2 separate regions of the Mus musculus genome follow, and region 2 is linked to region 1. The links are chromatin contacts, called in public Micro-C maps. All regions are on one chromosome and are shown on one strand. The core of a region is the stretch at or near the end of the contact, and the rest is flanking DNA. Distances in the headings are between cores, read along the strand shown. Region 1 holds the start of 4930554H23Rik (RIKEN cDNA 4930554H23 gene). Region 2 holds the start of Apba2 (amyloid beta (A4) precursor protein-binding, family A, member 2).

The links. A called contact is a pair of places that touch in the nucleus more often than the background predicts.
Region 2: a contact with region 1 is called in a Micro-C map of embryonic stem cells, with 9 times the contacts expected there. The contact joins the promoter of Apba2 here to the promoter of 4930554H23Rik in region 1. A contact is called at or near these places in 1 of 39 promoter capture datasets (embryonic stem cells) and 2 of 484 Hi-C or Micro-C datasets (both in embryonic stem cells).

The regions. Positions count from the first base shown.
Region 1 is chr7:63,442,232-63,446,430 of GRCm38.p6, reverse strand. 4930554H23Rik (RIKEN cDNA 4930554H23 gene) reads left to right here and starts at 1,902. Exons shown (of 10, transcript NR_131089.1): 1 at 1,902-2,868; 2 at 3,042-3,251. It overlaps Otud7a (OTU domain containing 7A), which reads right to left and starts at 1,659. Exons shown (of 14, transcript NM_130880.1): 1 at 1,504-1,659.
Region 2 is chr7:64,499,832-64,504,419 of GRCm38.p6, reverse strand. Apba2 (amyloid beta (A4) precursor protein-binding, family A, member 2) reads right to left here and starts at 2,282. Exons shown (of 15, transcript NM_001291166.1): 1 at 2,167-2,282.

The DNA.
Region 1 (4,199 bases), core at 653-3,152:
TCTACAGTAACCACTATTTCCAGGGTTCCAGATTCAAACCTTCCTGTGGCATATGGCACTAAGTTCCTTGCAAACCCAATATGATCACACTAATAATTTAAGGCATCCTTATTTTAACCAATTAGGAGGTGCCATTAATTATTAAATACAAAAACATCAATACTTTGGTCTCTTATTAGATCTCCTTTTGATACAACAGGCCTAAGTAGATGTTCGGACTGTCTTGGGAACTAGCTTTCGGCTGTTCCCATAAGAGCAGATACTAATGGCATACTCATATAATCAAATGAGGGCATGCTGCTGGCATTTATTGAGGAATTTTCTTCCAGAACTTGGTGTGCTGTGTAGATCTTAGGCTCTCATATTCCTTGAACGCTTTGGATAGGTCTTGGGGTCTGGTGGGACACACAAGTGCTAAAAGAGCCCTAGAGTAACCAGCACCTCTCCCAGGCACACCCTAGACGGGGATGTTGGTGATGGAGGAACCCTTCAGATTCACCTGAAGCAATCAAGGCCTGCAACGACCCTGCTCTAGTCCCATTGTCTGCCTTTGCCTGGACACACACTAAATAGATTTTTTAAAAAAAAGAAGTGTTTCCCATACAGGTCATTTTCATTAACAGAGATAAGGCAAGGTACAAGCATGTACTGCCATACCTGATGGATCTGTGTGCTCTGGATCAGCTGATTTCCAGACCTGTAGGGACACATTTTCTTTCAGCCACTCTCTCAAATGTACTAATCTTCAAGCCAACAGAATAAAAACTGCACTTTATGAGGTTTTCGAGTTTTGAGCGCAGAGAAGCAAATTCGATGGCTAAGATTCTCAAAGAGCTGCAGTAGCTGTACCGGTCGGGAGGAGGGTACACTTGAGCGGTTATGTCCAATGAAGGAAAGTTTTAGTTAATGATGACATCACTGACATCTCCCAAATTTAAAGGAGCACTTAAAGCACAGCAGATACAATTTTCCCCCTCCAGTGAGGAGATACTAGGGAAGGCCTCTGGGTTCAGAGCCAAATTGCATCAACCCTTCGCAGCTGGCCAGTCAGACCCAGAGAAGTACGCGGGGGCCACCGTGACCCACGTAGCCATAGCCCCTGTGCAAGCCGCCTCAGGCGCCGCTCTGAGCTAACCCTGCCCTTCGGACCCCCAACGCGCCCCCACGGACCGAGGGCCCAGTCCCGCGCGCTTGCCATCACGTTCCAGTGCGGAACCGCGAAAAGGGCCAGGAGGCAGCCGCCGGAGCCAGCGGGAGCGCCGCGCCCTACCCTCGCCCGGCTGAAGCCGGAGCCGGTGCCCGTGGCGCCCACGAGATCCCGAACTGTTCCCGCAATGCAGACGCGCAGTGTGAGCCCTGCGCCCCCAGCGTCCTGCAGCCCCTGCCCAAGCCCACTCGCCTCCCGGCCAAGCGCAGGGCGACCCCGCGCCGCGCGCCCCATCGCACCTGCCCGCTGCGCCCGGCCCGCCGCCCGCCGGCAGCACCGTGGCCAGCGCCGCTTACCTGCCGCGCAGCCCGCCGGTCCGCCCGCAGCGCCGCAGTCGCCGCTAGCCGACTTCCATCTTCCCTGGCTTCGGGAAAACCAGATCAGCTGTTCCGCTCGCGCCCAGCCGCGGCCCCCTCCCCAGCTGCCGCGCGGCGCCCGGGCCTCTCCTCCCCCGCCTTCCTGGCTGCGCCGCGCTCCGCCCCCCGCGCCCCTCCGCTCCGCCCGCGGTCGCGCGCAGCGCCCGCCTCCCGGCTCCGTCCGCGGCCCCGAGGCGCGCGCCCTGCCTTGACGTCACCGCTTCCACCGTGCCCCGCCCCCGCCGAAGTGGTGCGGGTAGGGGAGCGCGCGTGCTCGTGGCCACCGTTGGCCTCGGTCGCGCCGAGCTCTGCGAAGACGCGCTAGGACCCGCTGTGTCCCCATGCACGCGCTCCCATGTTTGCCCCCTTAGGGTGTAGCCTTTTGAGGTTGTCCCTGGACTTAGGGAAACCCACCCTCCCCTCTGCCCTGCTCATCTTTTCTCTAGTGGTCTGCATTCACCTTTGGTTTCTTTCTCTGGGCTGGCTCTCTTTTTCTAAACACCCTAAACTTTGACTGTTTCCACGCCCCTCTGACCTTCCCCTATTTCTTTCCCCATTAATAATGTTTACATGACTGTTTTAGACGTTTCCTCCGTGGTGACTGTTTAAGACTTTTCCTCCAGCCTGATATCAAGTGGATGCCACTGCTTTCTGCCCTCTCATTTAACCGTCTTGGTGTAGCTTTTGCCTGTTAGGTTCAGAGCTGGGCGTTTCCACATTCTTGGTCTCTTGTTCAAGAAACTGAAATAACAGTGCATAGGTATAGCAAGCTAACAACAAAACAAGGCCATAGTACAAATAAGAGATATACACAGCCGACAGCGGGCCACATCAGTGAGCACACTCAAAGGCCCTTATTATTTGGAGGGTTCATTCTATGGTCTTCCAGAAAAGGAGACATTTAGTTGCTAAAGGATGTAGCGTCAGTGGTTCTCTGTTTTGATTGACAGAGCAGATTATGTAAGCCATTTGTCACTATGCACGTCCTTTCCTATAATGTGTTTTATTTTAATCATATGCACACCCAACTTTGCATAGTCATAGGATGGTTAAATGGTGTGTTCTTCCTAAAAGTTCACTCAGAGCACATCTTTCCTTATTGCATATACACACAAGACTAGTTCAAACTGGATTAGGATTCCATTCTTATATAGCTGGAATCTAACTGAATAGAAACTGTCGATGTCTAACAGTCTTTACAGGAAGGAAAAACCTATTCCACTGTTTCGAGTGGGGTGTAGATACAATTCGGTGCAAATGGATATTCAAGGTTGCCAACGGGTTGCTAGTGCATCGTTAGGAGAGGTGTGTATAACTAAAGTTCCAGATTGCTAAGCTGTGCTTTATGCATAACTTTCTCAACTTCTCTGAGACACTTTTCTCCATAATTTATCAAGATCAGTATTTGAACTGCTTTGTGTTGAGAAGGGGACTAAAGCTGAATAAGGCAAAATCCTCTTTCCTGTTCTGTTCCTAAGGCTGTTATATCTCCTGGATCTCCATTGGTGAATGCTCAGAAAATTTCTCATGCTACAAGTCAAACTGAGCACTCCCTTTGCCTGTTCCGTCAATCCTGGTGGCACTGTTGGAGGAAGGCCATTTGGAATTGAAGTTGTTGGGTTCTGAAGACATAAACTGCATACTTATTGAGAAGAGGAAGAGTCAGGGAGAGGATAGATATCCACTAGGTAAGGGCACTGGGAAAGCCCAGGTCTGTACTGTCAAGTTGTATTGTCCAGGGTTCCAAGTCGGCTTCTCTCTGGAGAATAGTTTTGGTTTTTTTTTTTTTTTTTTTTTTTTTTTTTTTTTTTTTTTTTCCCCAGACTTGTCAACATAAAGGGACCTGCTCAATGACCACATAAAATTTAGGTCAATTTTACAGAATAAATGGTTATTTAGGGCACTAATAGTTCAAGATAAATTTAGGTCCTATCCTGCAATGTGTTAGCTCTCCACAACCACAGATCAGACATCTGCCTTATAGAATTCTTAACATACATGTGCTATTTAATTCTGGGAACTTCACTTCAAAGTTGTCCTTTCACTGCTCTGGCAGTTTGACTGATAGATGCCCTGTATAGGTTCATGAGTTTGAACACTTGGCTACCAGGTTGTGGTGCTGCTTAGGATGTTAGGGAGCATTTGGGAGATAGGGGTGCCTTACTGAGGGAGTGTGGCACCACCTATAGCACACTTTGAGGATTTATAGCCATAACCTACTTGCTCTTCTGTTTTCTCTCTCATTCTCATTCCCTCCCTCCCTCCCTCCCTCCCTCCCTCCCTCCCTCCCTCCTCCCTCCCTCCCTCCCTCTCTTTCTCTCTTTTGCATGTAGATGAAATGTTCCTGCCTCTGCTGCCATCTCCAGCCTAGCCTGTTGCCATGCCTTCTACACAGTCATGGATTCTATCCTTCTGGAGCCATGTACCAAAGAAAACTCTTTCTTAAAGTTGCTTTAGGTCATGGTGCCTTACCACAGCAAGAGAAAAGTAATGAATAAACTGACCAAGTGTTACATTTTACTCTTGAAGAGACCCAATGTTGTCTTATGGCCCGCAGAGCAAGGGAAACTCATTCCCAGATGCAGTTAATGGGCAGAAAGGAAGTCTTCAGGAGAGAGAAACAGTTGACAGAGCCA
Region 2 (4,588 bases), core at 1,033-3,532, 1.1 Mb before region 1:
CCTCTCAGCCTCCAGGGGTGTGATTGGTGTCTTTTACAATTATCTTTTATTTTTATCTGGCATTTCTTAGCTCAGTTGGCAAATTGGACATTTATGCACCTCCATTTCACAGACCATCCCTACCAATTATTACTGTGAAACTAATATTTTATTCAAAAAAGGAGGAGGAGGAGGAGGAGGGGGAGAGGGAAGAGGAGGAGGAGGAGGAGGAAGAGGAAGAAGAAGAAGAAGAAGAAGAAGAAGAAGAAGAAGAAGAAGAAGAAGAAGAAGAAGAAGAGAAAGAAAGGAAGAGAAAGAAAGAAAGAAAGAGAAAGGAAGGAAGGAAGGAAGGAAGGAAGGAAGGAAGGAAGGAAGGAAGGAAGGAAGAGAAACAGAAGGGTGTTATGCCAACTAGTTAACAAGCTACCACTTGGGTCTGGGGTTGCCTCACAGGGGAAAGAAGAAGGCAAGCAGAAGTGAATGGTCCTCAATGTCGGCCCCTTCCAGCACAAAGACTCAGGCTCACACCCACTCACAGACCATCTGATTCAGTGCGGCCCAGCACCCCAGACATGGAAAAGCAGCAGTGGGGTAAGTCTACTGCTGCCTGACACCCGAGAGATGAGAAAAGCTGGGGGTGGGGGGACATGGCTATACCCAGCTCAGAGACTGTCCCAAGGACAAGCGGACAAGGACTTGGTGGTGCCATGGAAGGAGAGGTGTTGGTACCTCCAGCTCATAGCCAGTTCCACGACCCACTAATCCCTTCCATGTGGCTTGGAGTCCCTGCAGGTTCTTCGTCTGTGTCACTCACCCCTCTGTTCCAGAGCTCCAAAGTTCAGGAGACCCTCTGCAGCACACCATGACCACCCAGCAATCTGAGTGCAGGACAAAGTCACCCAGCCACTCTGCCCTGAGTCCCCTGCCTCAGATTGCTGCTGTCCAGGAAAGCCCCATCCTTGCCTCTTTGGAGGGACCGGGCCCCAAAGGGAGCCTGCCCATTGGTTCTTGGCACCTGCAGATCAGTACTTCAGAAAAAGTTGTTCACTTGGACCCTTAAAGCTTACGGGTCTTTGTTTTCGAAACCACTATCCTTCCTCAAATCTATATCCATAAAGGAAGAAGGGGTCTTGGGGTCTAAGGGGACCGGGACAAATCAGTTCAGACATGAAGAAAGGCCAAGAAAAACAAGCAAGGTTTAAGAACTTCACCGTGCACAAGGCCTGAGTGAGCTGGCTTTATTTAAATTCGAATTTAAGTTTGGCCTCTGTCAAGTCACATACAAATAAACAGATATTAAAGAATTAAAAGTCTTCCATAACTGAATTCTAAGTTAAGACTAGTAGGCTTTATTTAAGGCGCCTACAGCCAGGGCAAGCCCTTGCAGAGCCCCACTGGTACCTGCTCCTATCCCTACCGCACTCAGGGGAAGTTCACCCACAGCTTTGGCATATAGAGGCCTGCTGCCCATACTGCTCCCTGTGAAAACAAGGCTTGAAAAAAGCTGGGATCAATGTTCCCCTTCATCCTCCATACCCAAGTCCCCTTGCCGGGCTCTGCCTGCCAAGAGGAAGCAGCCAGGATAAGGGGCATGTCCCCGCCGCATCCCCCCAGAGAATACGGGGTGTGGAATTTTTAACTGAGTTTCTCCCCCGGGCCTCATTATAAAGGGAAAGGGGAGGGAGGGGTACAGATCAAAGACCGGTTGCCTGGAAGCAGCGAACCCAGCAGCGACCCCAAACTCCCGAGTTGCCGCCCAGCATCGGGACTTGGAATCAGTGCCAAGCAGCTCCCCTCTAGACAACCCCCCCCCCAACGCAATAATAGGGGGACCCAGACGAGTGACCATCTCCTCTGGCCACACCAGGTAGCCCCGCGCCGCCGCTTCGCAAGCCCCTGATAACCTAGCGGCCAGCTGATCCCTGCCGCGCCCGGCCGCTGGTCAGTGGCTCGGAGGGTCCGGTGGGTCCGGAGAGAGAGGGGCGCTGGTCCGTAGCACCCCCCGGTCCCAGCGGTGGCCCGCTCTGTCGACGATGCCCCTCTGCCTCTCCAGAGCCCCACAAGGTCCGAAAGGGAGCGCTGGGACCACAGCATCCGCGCCCCCCACTGCGCCCCGGCTCCCCCCACGCGGAACCGGGCAACCCAGGCTGCTGCCGCGGAGACTCTGGCGCCCCGGGCCCCACTTACCTGCGCCCGCGCGGGTTGCGCGATGCGCCGCCGCCCCCGACTGGGTCGGCGAGGCCGAGAGCGGGGCGCCGCAGCAGCTCTTTGTGAGCCCGCGCCGAGCCGCACACCGAGACTGCTAATGAGCCCGGGAAGCTGGATAGCGGCGGGCGCGCCCCGGACGCCGCGCACGACACGCAGGGCCGCCTCTACCGGGCGCACGCGGCGCGGCCCGGGAGCACCCGCACCCGCACCGCCCTATCCGCCGCCACACCGACCGCCCCCGCTCCTCCTGCGCCCGGCCACGCGGGGTGGAAACGCTTTCTAAAGAGACCTTAGGGAATCAAGGGATTCAAGACCGCGCGGCCGCGCAAAGCGCAGACAAAGATGCTTCGGCGCCCAGCGCGGCGCCTCCGGGTGCGGCGCGGGGACAGCGGCGGGGACAGCGGACGAGCCCACCTGGGACCTGGGTCCTTGGGATACGGGCTGAGATAGGCTCCGCGAGTCGCGGTGGCCCCTTGAGGAGCACACAGGTTCCTGGGAGTGAGCTGGGACCGGCCAGTTGGGGAGCCTTAACAGTCTGGTCCTGGGCAGGCAGAACAGGTGAAGGAGATGCTGCCGGTGCCCGCACCCTGCCCCTGACGCCGCGCTGCCCCCTGGCGGGCTCCGGAGAGCGTGCGGCGCTGAGGGGCTGCGGCGACCGCGCCCTGCTCTGCCAGCTCCGCTCTATGCGGAGCCCCGGCCGGCCCGAATCCCTTGACTCTCTAGGGTATTGTGGCCCCAGAAAGCCTTTCCTGAGGGGCAAGCCTTGTCCTGCTTCCCCACAGTCAATCACCAGAAGCCTTCTGGCCACAAGGTCTTCTCACCCGGTCCCTGATAACCACACACAAGGTCTTCTCACCCGGTCCCTGATAACCACCGAGTCTCTGATACCTGTGTTGCCTGGGATGTCCAGAAGGGAGAGGGCCCCAACCTCTAATACCCCCAATGAGAACCAGTTGGCTACCCTCAGTAAGAAACAAACCTCTTGAAATTCTTGAACGTTGGGCTTTATTGTCACCTTTGACCTTTCACTCAGCCCTATGCATTTGTGGCAACTTGCAGGTTTAAGGCACACAGGGTGCTCTGTTTTAGGGAATGGGGGGCTCCACTTCAGCCCCCAAATGCTTCCAATTGGCCTGGTTCTCCCTCTTCCTCTCTCTCTTCCTTCAGTCCTAGCCTGAGATGAAGGCCAGGTGGCAGAAGATCAGAGGAATGTCACCAAAGGAAGAGGAGGGTGAGTGGGGTGAGAAAAGAACTTCCTGATGCCCACAGTGACAGAGGTGACCCCGAGAAGGGCCTGGAGAAAAACTGAATACAGGGGCAGACCTAGTAAGGACCTCCTAGGCCTGGGACCTGTCTGCCTCCCTCTCTTTCACCCTCCATTACCCCACCCCCCACCCCTACCTCACCAGTCAATAGCAGAGCAGCTCTGGCAGCTCAGGGACCAAATAGGTCCACCCTAGAGCCATTCTTCCTCCTCCTAGAGCTGACCATTCCTTCTTGCTTGTTGTCCATCACCTTAAATATTCTATTGACCCCCCTGACAAAAAGTTCAGCTCAGCTCTAAATGCAAAACTGTTCCATTGCACTGACTGCTAAGTGTGAGATCCAGATGTGTCTGTCTGCTCTGCAGGGCACAGGACATTGTGCACACTAGCAAGCACTCCACCTCCCTACCTGGACCTTGCCCAAGTTAAAAAATAAAATGGGCAACTCACAAGAAAGGAAATACAAACGACTTTTAATCTCTTAGCACTTCTATTACCCTTTCAGGGTGTGTGTGTATGAGTGTGTGTGTGTGTGTGTGTGTGTGTGTGTGTGTGTGTGTGTGTGTGTGAGTGTGTGTATGTATGTGAGTGTGTGTGTGTGTGTATGAGTGTGTGTGTATGTGAGTGTGTGTGTGTGTGTATGAGTGTGTGTGTGAGTGTGTGTATGTATGTGAGTGTGTGTGTATGAGTGTGTGTGTGTATATGAGTGTGTGTGAGTGTGTGTATGTATGTGAGTGTGTGTGTGTGTGTATGAGTGTGTGTGTGTATGAGTGTGTGTGTGTGTATGAGTGTGTGTGTGTGTATGAGTGTGTGTGTATGAGTGTGTGTGTATGAGTGTGTGTGTGAGTGTGTGTATGAGTGTGTGTGAGTGTGTGTATGAGTGTGTGTGTGTATGAGTGTGTGTGTGTGTGTGTGTGTATGAGTGTGTGTGTATGAGTGTGTGTGTATGAGTGTGTGTGTGTGAGTGTGTGTATGTATTGAGTGTGTATGTATGTGAGTGTGTGTGTGTATGAGTGTGTGTGTGTGTGTGTGTGTGTGTGTGTGTGTGTGTAGGTCATTACAACTTTCAGGAGTTGGTTCTCTCCTTCCACCATGTGATCCTGGGGATTAAATTCAGGTCATCAGGCTTGGCTGCA